2 separate regions of the Gossypium hirsutum genome follow, and region 1 is linked to region 2. Evidence: chromatin contacts called from public Hi-C data. All regions are on one chromosome and are shown on one strand. The core of a region is the stretch at or near the end of the contact, and the rest is flanking DNA. Distances in the headings are between cores, read along the strand shown.

Region 1 (6,136 bases), core at 1,571-4,070, 650 kb after region 2:
GCCATTCACAAATAAATATTGCTTACCGCATATATCTTACCTTTGTGGCGCACAACCTGTTAACCAAAATTAATCTAAACCGTAACTAACATAATTCAAATTCTACTATAATAACTTAGCCATTTTCACATGGCTCATTATATACAAAACCAAAATCTAATATTTCAAAACCCATTTTAGCCTATACATGCCATAATTTAAGTTTAGCTAAAAGGTACTAAAACAGTAGATAGTGTGATGAACTTTGCTGACAGTCCCCGAGCTTGTAACTTGATCCAAAATCTATAAAATATAAATACACATATACACAAGTAAGCTTTTTATAGCTTAGTAAGTCATAAGCAAATAATCAACCCAAAGATATTATCAACTTAATTTAACTAAACCAAATTATATTATCATAACACATTTAGATTCAAACGCATATAAATTTATATTGTATATATATACATATATATATTCATTATAAATATCACCTAACCGAATGTCTATATAGTCAAACTAACATATTAGCATTCAATTTTCCAAAGCCAAATAATCATTACAAATCTAATTCACATACACTCAATTACATAAGTTCATGTGTTACCATATAATTTCATATACATGCATTGATTATGTGACCAAATACATAAATTCCCATACATATAATTAATACTCATTCCAATAATTTTCACAAGGTTAAATACCCATACCTAGTTCACAAATAATCCTCATTTGTAGTACACACAATTTGTAATGAGTATCAATTTACACACTTACCTTATTTTAAATAAACCTCAAGCTAATTCATACCTGGTCATTTAGCTCGTTTTACACACTCGAATACAACTTATCTTTGCCCGATGAACCATTCGGAGTTGGATAGGACACTTGGTTAATCACATAAATCGTACAATGCCAACGTCCCAGACGTAGTCTTACATGTAACCACATATCGATGTCACTGTCCCAGATAGGGTCTTACTCGTAAACACATATCGGAATCACATATCGATGCCATGGTCTTACTCGCACACATATATTGAAATCCTGTGTCATGACATATGTATCCTAACTATTCCTAAGGTTCATACGGGGCTTTCGAACGTCATAACTCGGTCGAATCGAACTCGGAAGTGTAGTAGTCAAATTTAATCATTTTCGGCCATAGCATATTAAAATTCTACATTTCATAACAGCATATAAATATAACATTTAATTACCAAATAAACAAGTCTTTTTGCTTATAAACTTACCTCGGATGTCGTAAAATGGGACGGGGCTGCTAGTCGACAACTTTCGTTTTTCCCCGGTCCAAATCCTATTTCTTTATTTCTTGATCTTGAATTTAGCTTGCAAGATGGCCGAACCCTATTTCTTTTTCTTTTTCTTTGGTTATTTTGATATTCGGCTAGTAGAAAGTATGAACACATTATGATTTGTCTTATTATTTTATAATATACTTTATATTATAACATTTTATTACATAAGTTACTATTTTACCCTTACTTATTATTATGTATAAATTGCTTTCTAATAGCCGAATGTGTCCATGCAAGTATGTAAAGGTGTATTTGCATTATAGGTGTTTCCATTAATAAAGACAATAGCAATTAAGTACTTTCACATTTAACCACTAAATTTTTATCTTACGCGATTGAGTCCTTTTATTTAATCGAACACCTAAATGATCAAATTAAATCACGAAAATTTCAAAGATATAAATTCACACAAAATAAACACAGAAAATAATTTTTAAATATTTTTTGACTCGAATTCATGGTCCCGAAACCACTGTTCTGTTTAGGATCTTAATTGGGCTGTTACAATTTTGGTGGTCTAGAAGGCAAGATTGGAGACGTGAGTTTAAGAGAAGAAGATTTGGAGGCTACCAAGATGGTTAAGAAGTCCGATAAGGCAGGAGTGGCTAATAAACCTAGAGGTTCAAGTAGTGGGTTTACTAAAGCAAAAGGGAAAGAGGTCTGAATAGGTGGTGGGCTAAAGCCAACTCTAATATCCTCAAGCCTTTTAATAAAATGGGTTCTGCTGGGTAGAAAAGTAATCCTTTTGATGATAGATCAAATATGGGGCCTGTGGTTTTAGAAAAGGATTTGGATTCTTTCCAATTATAATCAACAAGGTTTGTCTTAAATTCTAATAGAAATGTTGCCATCAAAATTGTGAACAAACCAGGTAGTTCAATAGATTTAGAGATACAAAGCTGAAATTATAATGCAATTGTGAACTGGAATTTGGGGGAAAACTTTGGTCAAAGATCGATGGAGGTTATTAACAAAGCTTCTGGCGAAAGAGAGAGATGTACTTGGATTATTGATTTTGTTGATGATTTTTCAATTGTTCCGATAGTAGCAGCCATGGAGGAAATTATACATGGATTGTCGAAAGAGGTCGAAAAAGACACTAGTATGAAAGGAGGAATTTCTTATGTGATTGGGTCAAAGACTAGGCCTTCTATAAATGTTGTGAATTCCTGAGATGATAGATATTTTTTTTACAATTTTTTTTTTATTTTGTGGGTGATGGTTCCAGACTTACATTTATTTTTTTGGAATGCTCAAGGGTGTGGTCACCCCTGCTTTCATAGTTTCATGAAGAAATATAAGAATGAGGTTCGGCCAAATATTGTTGCTATTTTCGAAACTAGGATAAGTGGATGTAAGGTGGATATAGTTATCGCAAAATTTGGTTTTGATAATTCATTCAGAGTGGAAGCTTCTAGTTCCGTGGGAGGTTTGTGGATTCTCTGGAATGATGATTTTGGTGTGGAAATTTTGAATCTTCACTCTTAGTTTGTTTATATGCATATCTCTTTTTTTTTTCTACTATTTATGCTAGCCTTCATCGCAGTTCAAGGGCTCAATTATGGGTTAAACTAAGTCAAATCTCGACTATAGTGCAAGAACTTTGGTTGATTGCGGGAGATTTTAATGCTATCTTAAGGGGTCATGAGCAGAAATGAGAGTCTAATATGCGAAAAAATAGTTGTAGCCATTTCAGATCCTTTGTCTTTGATAATGGTTTATATGATTTGAGATTTCAGGGACCTTATTTTACATGGAATAGAGGCAATTTATTTAAGAGACTGGATAGATCTCTTTGTAATGATTTTTGGCATTCCTTTGCGCCTAACACCATTGTTCGCCATTTGTATAAACTAAAATCAGACCATCAACCTTTTGTTGTCTCAGAATCTTCAACAAAGACTAATAATGGAGTAAGACTATTTCACTTCCTAGCTAGCTAGCTTTTACATCCAGATTTTTAAAATGTGGTGGGAGAATCTTAAGAGCTAAGAAGGTATTACTACAAATTTGGACAAATTCACTCACCTGATCCATGTTTGGAATAGAAATGTTATTGGTAATATCTTTGTTAGAAAGCGTAAGGCCATGATGGAGCTTGACTATATTCAAAAGGCTCTAAAATGGAGGGATTCTGTGAGACATAGAAGTAGAAAAGCAGAGGTACACCATGAAATTGAGAATTTTTTAAACCAAGAGGAATTACTATGGTTTCAAAAATCAAGAAGTGAGTGGCTTTCTAATGGGGATAGAAATACTAAATACTTTCATAGCCGAACTATGAAATAAAGGAAACAGCACAGAATCGAGAGGCTAGTGATTGATGATATGAGTTGGTGTTATGATAGCAACACTCTCAAGTTTCATGCAGTTTAGTATTTCTCGAAGTTGTATACAGTGGATCAGTATTCGATTGAGGAATTCCCTTACTACGGAGGAATTCCCTTACTACGCGCATATATATTCTACCTCCGTAACCTCTTTATAAAACTCTATTTCCTTGCTGTCCATCAGGCCCTGGATAACAGATCTGAACTCCTCACATTCTTGAATTATGTGTCCCACTTTATGATGGAATTCACAATAATTCTCTATCCCATCATCTCTTCCTTTTGTATTTGAAGTAGCTAATCCTCTTCTTGCCATTTCCTTCCAAACCAGTTTCAAATAAGTTTTCACTTCTGAAACATCTATCTTGGTTCTTTTTCCAATATCTCCATCTATCGCATTTATCCCACCATCAGTATGACTAGGTAGTGGATTTTCTGTACTGGGCGCATTATCGAGCTTTACAATACCCATCTGAATAAATCTCTCAACCAGCTTCTTAAAAGTAGTACAATTTTCTATCGAATGTCCTACAATCCCTGTATGATACTCACAATGAGCATTTGCATCATACCATTTAGGAAACGGAGGCTGTAATAGCTTTAGATAAAAAGGTGCCACCACAAGTGCATCGAACAAACTTTGATATAACTCTTTAAACGTCATGGGGATTGGTGTAAATTGTAGCTTGTCATTGTTTTACCTTGCTTCAGATTCCTGCCTTGATGAACCCTGACCAGCAATTATGGCCTTTGGCTGACTTACAGTAACAGACTTTGAATACCCCACATTTGTATTGTTCACTTCATTCTCCTTTTTCCGTGGCACAGACATTTTAGCACTTTCTCCTACATCTATCCTTCCATTTCTTATGGTATTCTCAATCATTTCTCCTATCATGACCACATCCACAGAGCTCCTTGTAGCACTTCTTAACATGTGAGTTATGAACGGAGCTTTTAAGGTATTAATAAAGAGCATTGTAGTTTCCTTTTCCAAAAGTAGCGGCTAAACCTGGATAGCCACTTCTCTCCATCTCTGTGCATACTGCTTAAAACTTTCGTTTGGTTTCTTCTTCATATTCTACAGAGTAATTCTATCAGGAGTTATATTTGTTACATGACTATACTGCTTCATGAATGCTTGTGCCAAATCTCTCTAGGAACCAATTCTATTTCGACTCAACTGATTGTACCATTTAGCTGCTACTCCCATCAAACTGTCTTGGAAGCAATGAATAAACAGTTGATTGTTATTAACATATCCAGTTATTCTTCTACAAAACATAGTGATATGAGCTTCAGGATAGCTCGTTCCATTGTATTTCTTGAATTCTGGCATCTTGAACTTGTATGGCAGTACCAAGTCTGGGACCAAACTCAGATCTTTTGCATCAACTCCAGGGTGTCTATCAATGCCTTCCATTCCCTTGACCTTTTCCTCCAGCAATTTACATCGCTCCTCCAACTGTTTCTGTGGTTCTGTCCTTGCCCTTTCCTCTTTCGCAACTTCATCCAAATTAGGCACCATTGGATTACTCGAGTTATTACCAGGATTAACACCTGAGCCAGCTTGAAAATTCATTGGTATTGAAACTCCAGCCTAAAACTACTGAGGCCTGATCGTAATAGATGGTTTTTGGAAATTAATCTCAGGTTGTGTCTACACATGTGTAGGAGTGAAGCCAGGAGGATACTGAGGGTCTTCATTATTTTCTACCACATTATCCATATGACATTTTCCCTTATCCACTCTTCTCATCAGCAATTGGGACAACTGACTCATCATCTCCTTTTGAGACTCCATCATTTGTTCTTTCATCTCTTGTTGAATCTTAGCTAGCTGCTCTTGCATCTGTGACTACATTTGCTCTTGCATATCCTTTTGCATTTGCTCTAACTTTTTCAGTCTTTTGTCTATTGACTTAGTCTTTTCCCTTGTACCGTAGGGATGCGTATTTGGTGTGTTTTTGTTGGTTTCCAGATTACTGAAATAATTTTTAATTAATTAAAATCTTGTTAGGATCTTTAATACATATGATGTAATGTAATGCAAGTGCATAAATGAAAAGGAGACATTAATTCTGATTAATTCCATTTAGAAAACTTTACTAGAAAATAAAATTCTTTACATAAAACTGAGTTACAAATAAGACTTCGCCCTAATGCTCAGAGCCTTAACTTTCCTAAGAAATGAAGCTAGTTCCTGTCCTTTTTCTGACTCTAACTCATACTTCACGCTTAATACGCCTGCTTTTACCACCAAAGACTGCAAGTAATCAGCCACTTCTCGAATTTGTGTTACAGTTTCTCCCATGATGTAATTCTTGCTTCTAACTTGGTCCTGAGAGTGATGAAGCCAACTCTTCCATTGCTTCTCATTTGCCTCCAAGAACTCGATCCTCATTTCACAACTTTGCAATGCCGTCTCTAATTCTTCTATTTTCCCTTTCATCTCTTCGATCTTGCTTAAGCTTACTCTCAACTCCATCACAGAATTGCGAT
Region 2 (5,528 bases), core at 2,435-4,934:
GTACAAGACTAGGTCTATTGATCAGAATATAAAAGGATAAATAGCAAACACACCTGAAAATTCTTGTGTACCCAAGTAACCAAAGGCTCTTTTTTAACACCATTAGCCTGAGGATTCTTTGGCCCATTTGCAGTCTTTTCAGATGGTGAAGAAGTTTCTGCATCATTTTTTGCTGCTTGAGCCTCTTTCTCCAGTATATCAACAAGTTCATTTAGCAAAAAGTTCAAGAACTCATGAGCATCCTACCAAAACAAATTGAGACAAATAATATCCTCTTATGCATTACAATTAAATATAATAAAGAAATTCAATGTTTTGGTTGACATGCCAAGAAAAGGTCGTTGGAATACGCCTTGGAGCAAATCACATTAAACAGACATATATCATCAATGCTGCATACTAATCACTTATATGATGATTGATAAAGGTTTTCCTTCATCATTAGTAAAAAAAAAAAAAAAATAGTTATTATGTGCTGATTGGACTCATGGAAAATAATTGCGTTGAAAAGGAACTATAAAGAGTTATAATTATAAGATCCCTATTTAGCAAAGTTCCTAAAACTGTTCCTAGTCATTTTATTATCAAAACAGGGAATCACAATGCTAAAACAGTGGTACTGGGACATGTTAAGTCTCCTTAGTTATGAAGCAAGGAATTGAACACAAAAGTATGGGGATGCTTGGGGATAACTTGGAGGTTCTCGTTACAAGTTTATTGAACATGACCAGCTATCAGAACTCCATTTGTTAATGTCAATCAAACCATTATCATGTGTCATTTGGTATATTCATGGTCCTTCCAGGATATATAGTGAAAAGACAAATTAGACCGACAGATAGGACAGTTAAAGACTTATTGAGACTATCATGACTCTCCAATATTTGGGTGGTCAAGATAAGATGCCGCTCCCGATTTTCAATACAAAATATTTGATCTTATATTATAATCTATAGTCCTTGCAACATATTGAAAGCCTAACCAGTCACACATTAAATCATATTGCCCGATTAAAATTAGGATTCAAATAAGTACAGTTTTATCGACCAAAACTTGAATGCAAAAGGATTTAATTAAATCCTTGACTAGGGTTTTTGGGCAAGGCATGCGTACATGCAGCATACAAACTTTTAATCAACCTCAACAAAGCTTTCGGTGTTAATGGACTGCTATGAACTCTTAATTACTACATTAAAGAGAAAAAATACGATTCCTAATACAATTGCTTAATCACATTATACCTGAAGGATTTGGCTCTCTCTTTTGTTTATCATGCTTTACTTTCTGTGGCATTCATGTTTAAATTGTTTATTGGTTAAACATGAGGCTAAATCCAGCAAAAGTTACTTTACTCTAACCGAAATCTTAAAACAAGCAAAAATGATCATCAATTTAGGGAAAGAGAAGGTGCTTAAGTCAATCAAATATAAAACACTCAGCTACCTGGTGCATATAGCTGCGAAAAAGCTCATTTTGTTTCTTCAATCTTTGTACAAAGCGCTTTGGAGCAATGACACCTGTTTTCTTCTTCTGTGAACTTATCTAAACATAAAGAACAACCAACTGTTGGCTCCAGTAGTAATCAACTAAAAACCACATATGCCACAAGTAGAATGAGAGAGAGACGGGGACCAAAAGATACTAGTCAATTAATAGCATTTGCTAAAAAAACAAAAGATCATCTGATAAGATGGTCTAAGCAATTTCCTAAAAGGATAATACTCTGCAATTATTGAAGAATAAAATCAAGCCTTTTAAAAAAGAGATGAAACAAAAAAAGAAAGCAGTTATGAGGAAGGAACTCTTACACAGGAACATAAGGCAGACTGTTCTGACTGCATAAAATCTGATACGATTGACAGATAAAAAAGACTTATCTAGTAATAAAAGGTTTTTAAAAAGGAAAATCACAAACATCATTTCTTCTCATATGAAGCCAGGTCCTCATGCAAATGTGATAAGGACTTGCAGTAATAAGCCATTTAAAAAATAATGAAGATGACACCCTTGGCCTTCATACTTCCTAAATGATTGTACACGGGATTATCAAGTCAAATAATAAAGAAGAAAATTTTCAAATGAATCAAATCATGTATCATTCTTGTAAATAGTGGTCAAGACTAGAACAGAAAATGGTAAACATAAATAAAACACTAATGTTAATATTTGGTCTGAACATTTAAAATAAATGCTTTGCCGTTTTTCAGAAACTAGTGGTTTCCCATCTATAGGGGCATACAACTCAATAACACTATGCTTCTAGTAGAGTTAATACCTGTGTAAACAGATCTGCCAAGCATGTCAGCAGATTATCTTCAGCATCAACACCATTTTTATTACTTGAATAATATTCTAGCAGCTGTTCGCGAAATGGTACACAAAAATAAAGTGCCTGAAAATTTTTCAGAAAATGACATAAGACGTTGGTCACAGACAAGAGGGCATTTGTTACCCAGCAATTTTACATAAAAATATCCAACATTGAACGCATTAACATAAATCTTGATTAGAAAGCAAGGAATAAACAGAAATATCAGAAAAGAACTGAGTCTCATAGCATAAACTTAAAAAAAAAAAAAAAAACATAGGAACTAAAGAGTCTGGCAATGAACATAGCTCTTTAACACTACAGTTGCAATCATTCAGAAATGATTATTCAAACAATTCAGATCTTGCATTATCTAGGTCAACCTATCTACAACATCTGAAACTTCAAGATCCAATAGCTACCGTAGTATCGTACCATGCATTATCTACAAATTCACATAACTTTACGACAATCACCCAACTTAAATGAAAGGAGAATGAAAGAAATATTAAAATTAAGCTTGAAAATTGAAATCTAAATTATTTTGATAGTACCGATGAATCTTATAATCATTTTTTAATCACCAACAACATCCAGATCCTGTAATACTTTCCCTTTCTAACATTAGTTGATATCTATCACAGTCAATATCTACCTGGTATAGACTCTAGACTCCAAACCATCTCAGCAAGCATATCTAAAATCTAGACATTTTAATTTCAATTTAAATCGTGACAACCGTACCACTTGAAAGCAAAGCAGCAAGCTATTACCAGAAGGGGAAAAAAAGAAGCTAAAAATGAAAAGATAGAACTGAACCTAACCAATTCGCTTCAGGATTAACATATACTACGGGAAATTTGCATAAATGAAATTTAAAGCTTAAAGTCAAAATCAATCAAATTCAAAAGATAGGAAATAACATATACTATCAAATTCAACATATTTTTTAGGGAAAAAGGGGGGAAGAGGAAAAAAAATGAAAAAAAAGAACCTGCAAAACGCTGTTACAATAGCAAGTGTTGCCAAAGTTTTCGAGACCAAAATATCGTTCGCCTTCCGGGAACTGGTCACCCAAAGCTTTCTCGAGCTTCGAACCCGCCGCGCCCATCTATTAGATATAGAATTGAGTTCGTCTACAACTCTAACTTGGATCTTCTTCCGACCGGTTCAACTCAGCGATTCAATACCCCATCAACGACTGGCTCTATCTTGCTCTCTTCGGTTTATCCGAATCCGACTTAGGGTTTGTTTGGAGGACAATTAAAAAAAAAGGGTTTCCACCGTTTCCCTATTTCCGTTAAGAGCAGTGAAAAGGAGCCAAAGAAAATGATTCTTGTTTCTGTTCTCGGTAGCATCTACTTAAAACATCTTTTTAGATCAATTAACGTAAAAATAGATAATAATAAAAAATTATTATTCTATCCTTAATCATATAAGAAGGATATTCACTAAGAGGTAAATAAAACTTTAATTCCACTTTCAAATTCGAATTAACTTAAATTTCATAATTCTAATAATATATTAATATAAATATCTTTTTAATCCTCGTAAACTTTAAAAATAAGTAAATTGATCTCACTTAATAAAAGTTATAAAAAATTTTAAAATTTTAAAATTTTAAAAAAATTCTAAAAAATATATAAAAAGGTTTAAATTTAAAATTTTTTTTCTAAAATAATAAATTTACGATCTAATTAATGATTCAAATTTATCATATTCAAATTTTTTTTAAAAATTTCAAATATTTATAATTTTAAATTTATGTGCTCCAACATGAAACTAGTTATATTATAACAATATTTTTAAGTTTAATTTTTTAAAATTTAACTTGAACAATTTCGCTTGATTCGACTCGGCTCTAATTTTATTTCACTTGACTCGATTTGAAAAAAAATTTAAAATTGAGCTAATATGATAAAATAGGACTCGTGAATTTGATTAACTCGAAAATTTTTCACTTAATTTGACTCCACAGAACGCTCACCCCTAATAACAAACATAACTTTTATCATTTAACCAATTCATTCTATTTCACCACTAAGAAGAAAATTTTATTTTCACAATTCGATAACAAATTTAACAGGTTATAAGATACCAACACAAAATACTTATGATGTTTTTAGTTTTTTCTTTTAATCATAGTTATTGATTTTAACCTTAATTGTTAATTTAAAAATAATCTCACAAAATCTCATTATATTTCAACTTAAACCTCAACTATTTTCAAATTTGGGGGAGACCATATTCAAAGTAAAAGGAAAATCGTAAATATAAAGGAGGTCACTCAAAAATATCATTGTTTCTATTTTGATCATTCTAAACTTTTTTTTTGTCAATTTAGTCACTACTGCTAGAAAATTTGACCAAAATGATCATTCAGGCTCTAAACCCTTAACGGATTGTTGACTAGACCTGCAAAAGAAAAAAGAAAAAATATTCTTTTAGTCCCTTTAAAATTTATAAAATTTTTAAGTTAATCCCTATTAAAAAACTCATATTAAAACCCAATATTTACATCCAAGTCCCTTTTTCTTCTTTGCATTCCTTACCCTCCTTCAAGCTCTGAAAATAATCACCTTAATTGTAACACTCCTCGCTCGACCCGATCACCGAATCTGAGCTACAAGATGCTACAGTTGTTGCCGAAGCAACCACGGTTGAACAAACATCATACAGTCATTTATACTTGTAATCAATGCCAACTAATACAGGATGCTACATTTTTTTGTACTTCCGTATACATTTCCACAAAATTGATCAATAAGTTAGTTTATTTATACATCAAGAACTACTAATGCAAATTACATATACTTAATTTACGATTTAATACAGTAAAGCATGTAATATCTAATTCATCCTCAATTTATAAACACATATAATTAAGTTCTCTTTCATATCACATTCAATCATGCTTGTTTTGCAACATTTTAATTTAATTCATTCACTCTTTCTTTCATAAACAATTCATACATATAACAACCAGTTTCACATATAATCTTTCTTTTCATTTCGAAATCAATCACTTATTTTTTTTTTTGCCTGGAGAACTATAGGAAATTTATTTTGGATACTCAGGATAAGATTGCTTGCACAAGCTGTAAATCGAGACATTAACCATTACTCGATGCTGCTTACACAAGCTGTCGAGAATCCGCAATAAATGCTAGATTCTAGCCATCGGTATGGTATCCACCACCGGTACATAGTACCTGATAAA

The links. Hi-C and Micro-C count contacts between places; a contact is called where the count stands out from the background.
Region 1: a Hi-C map of leaf shows a contact between it and region 2, with 1.5 times the contacts expected there. The contact joins the enhancer-like site here to the promoter of LOC107951861 in region 2. A contact is called at or near these places in 2 of 34 Hi-C or Micro-C datasets (leaf and seedling).

What each region holds. Positions count from the first base shown.
Region 1 is chrA11:48,076,726-48,082,861 of Gossypium_hirsutum_v2.1, forward strand. No RefSeq gene overlaps it. Among protein-coding and RNA genes, the nearest start is that of LOC107897318, 7.4 kb to the right of the region's middle. Within about 2 kb of position 2,821, at least 6 of the 9 cell types and tissues checked have an H3K27ac peak or open chromatin away from gene starts, as enhancers often do. A contact at or near this core is called in leaf, where this site is marked.
Region 2 is chrA11:47,429,150-47,434,677 of Gossypium_hirsutum_v2.1, forward strand. It overlaps LOC107951861 (ubiquitin carboxyl-terminal hydrolase 3), which reads right to left and starts at 3,685. Exons shown (of 6, transcript XM_016887023.2): 1 at 3,303-3,685; 2 at 2,276-2,392; 3 at 1,444-1,542; 4 at 54-242. The coding sequence starts at 3,419.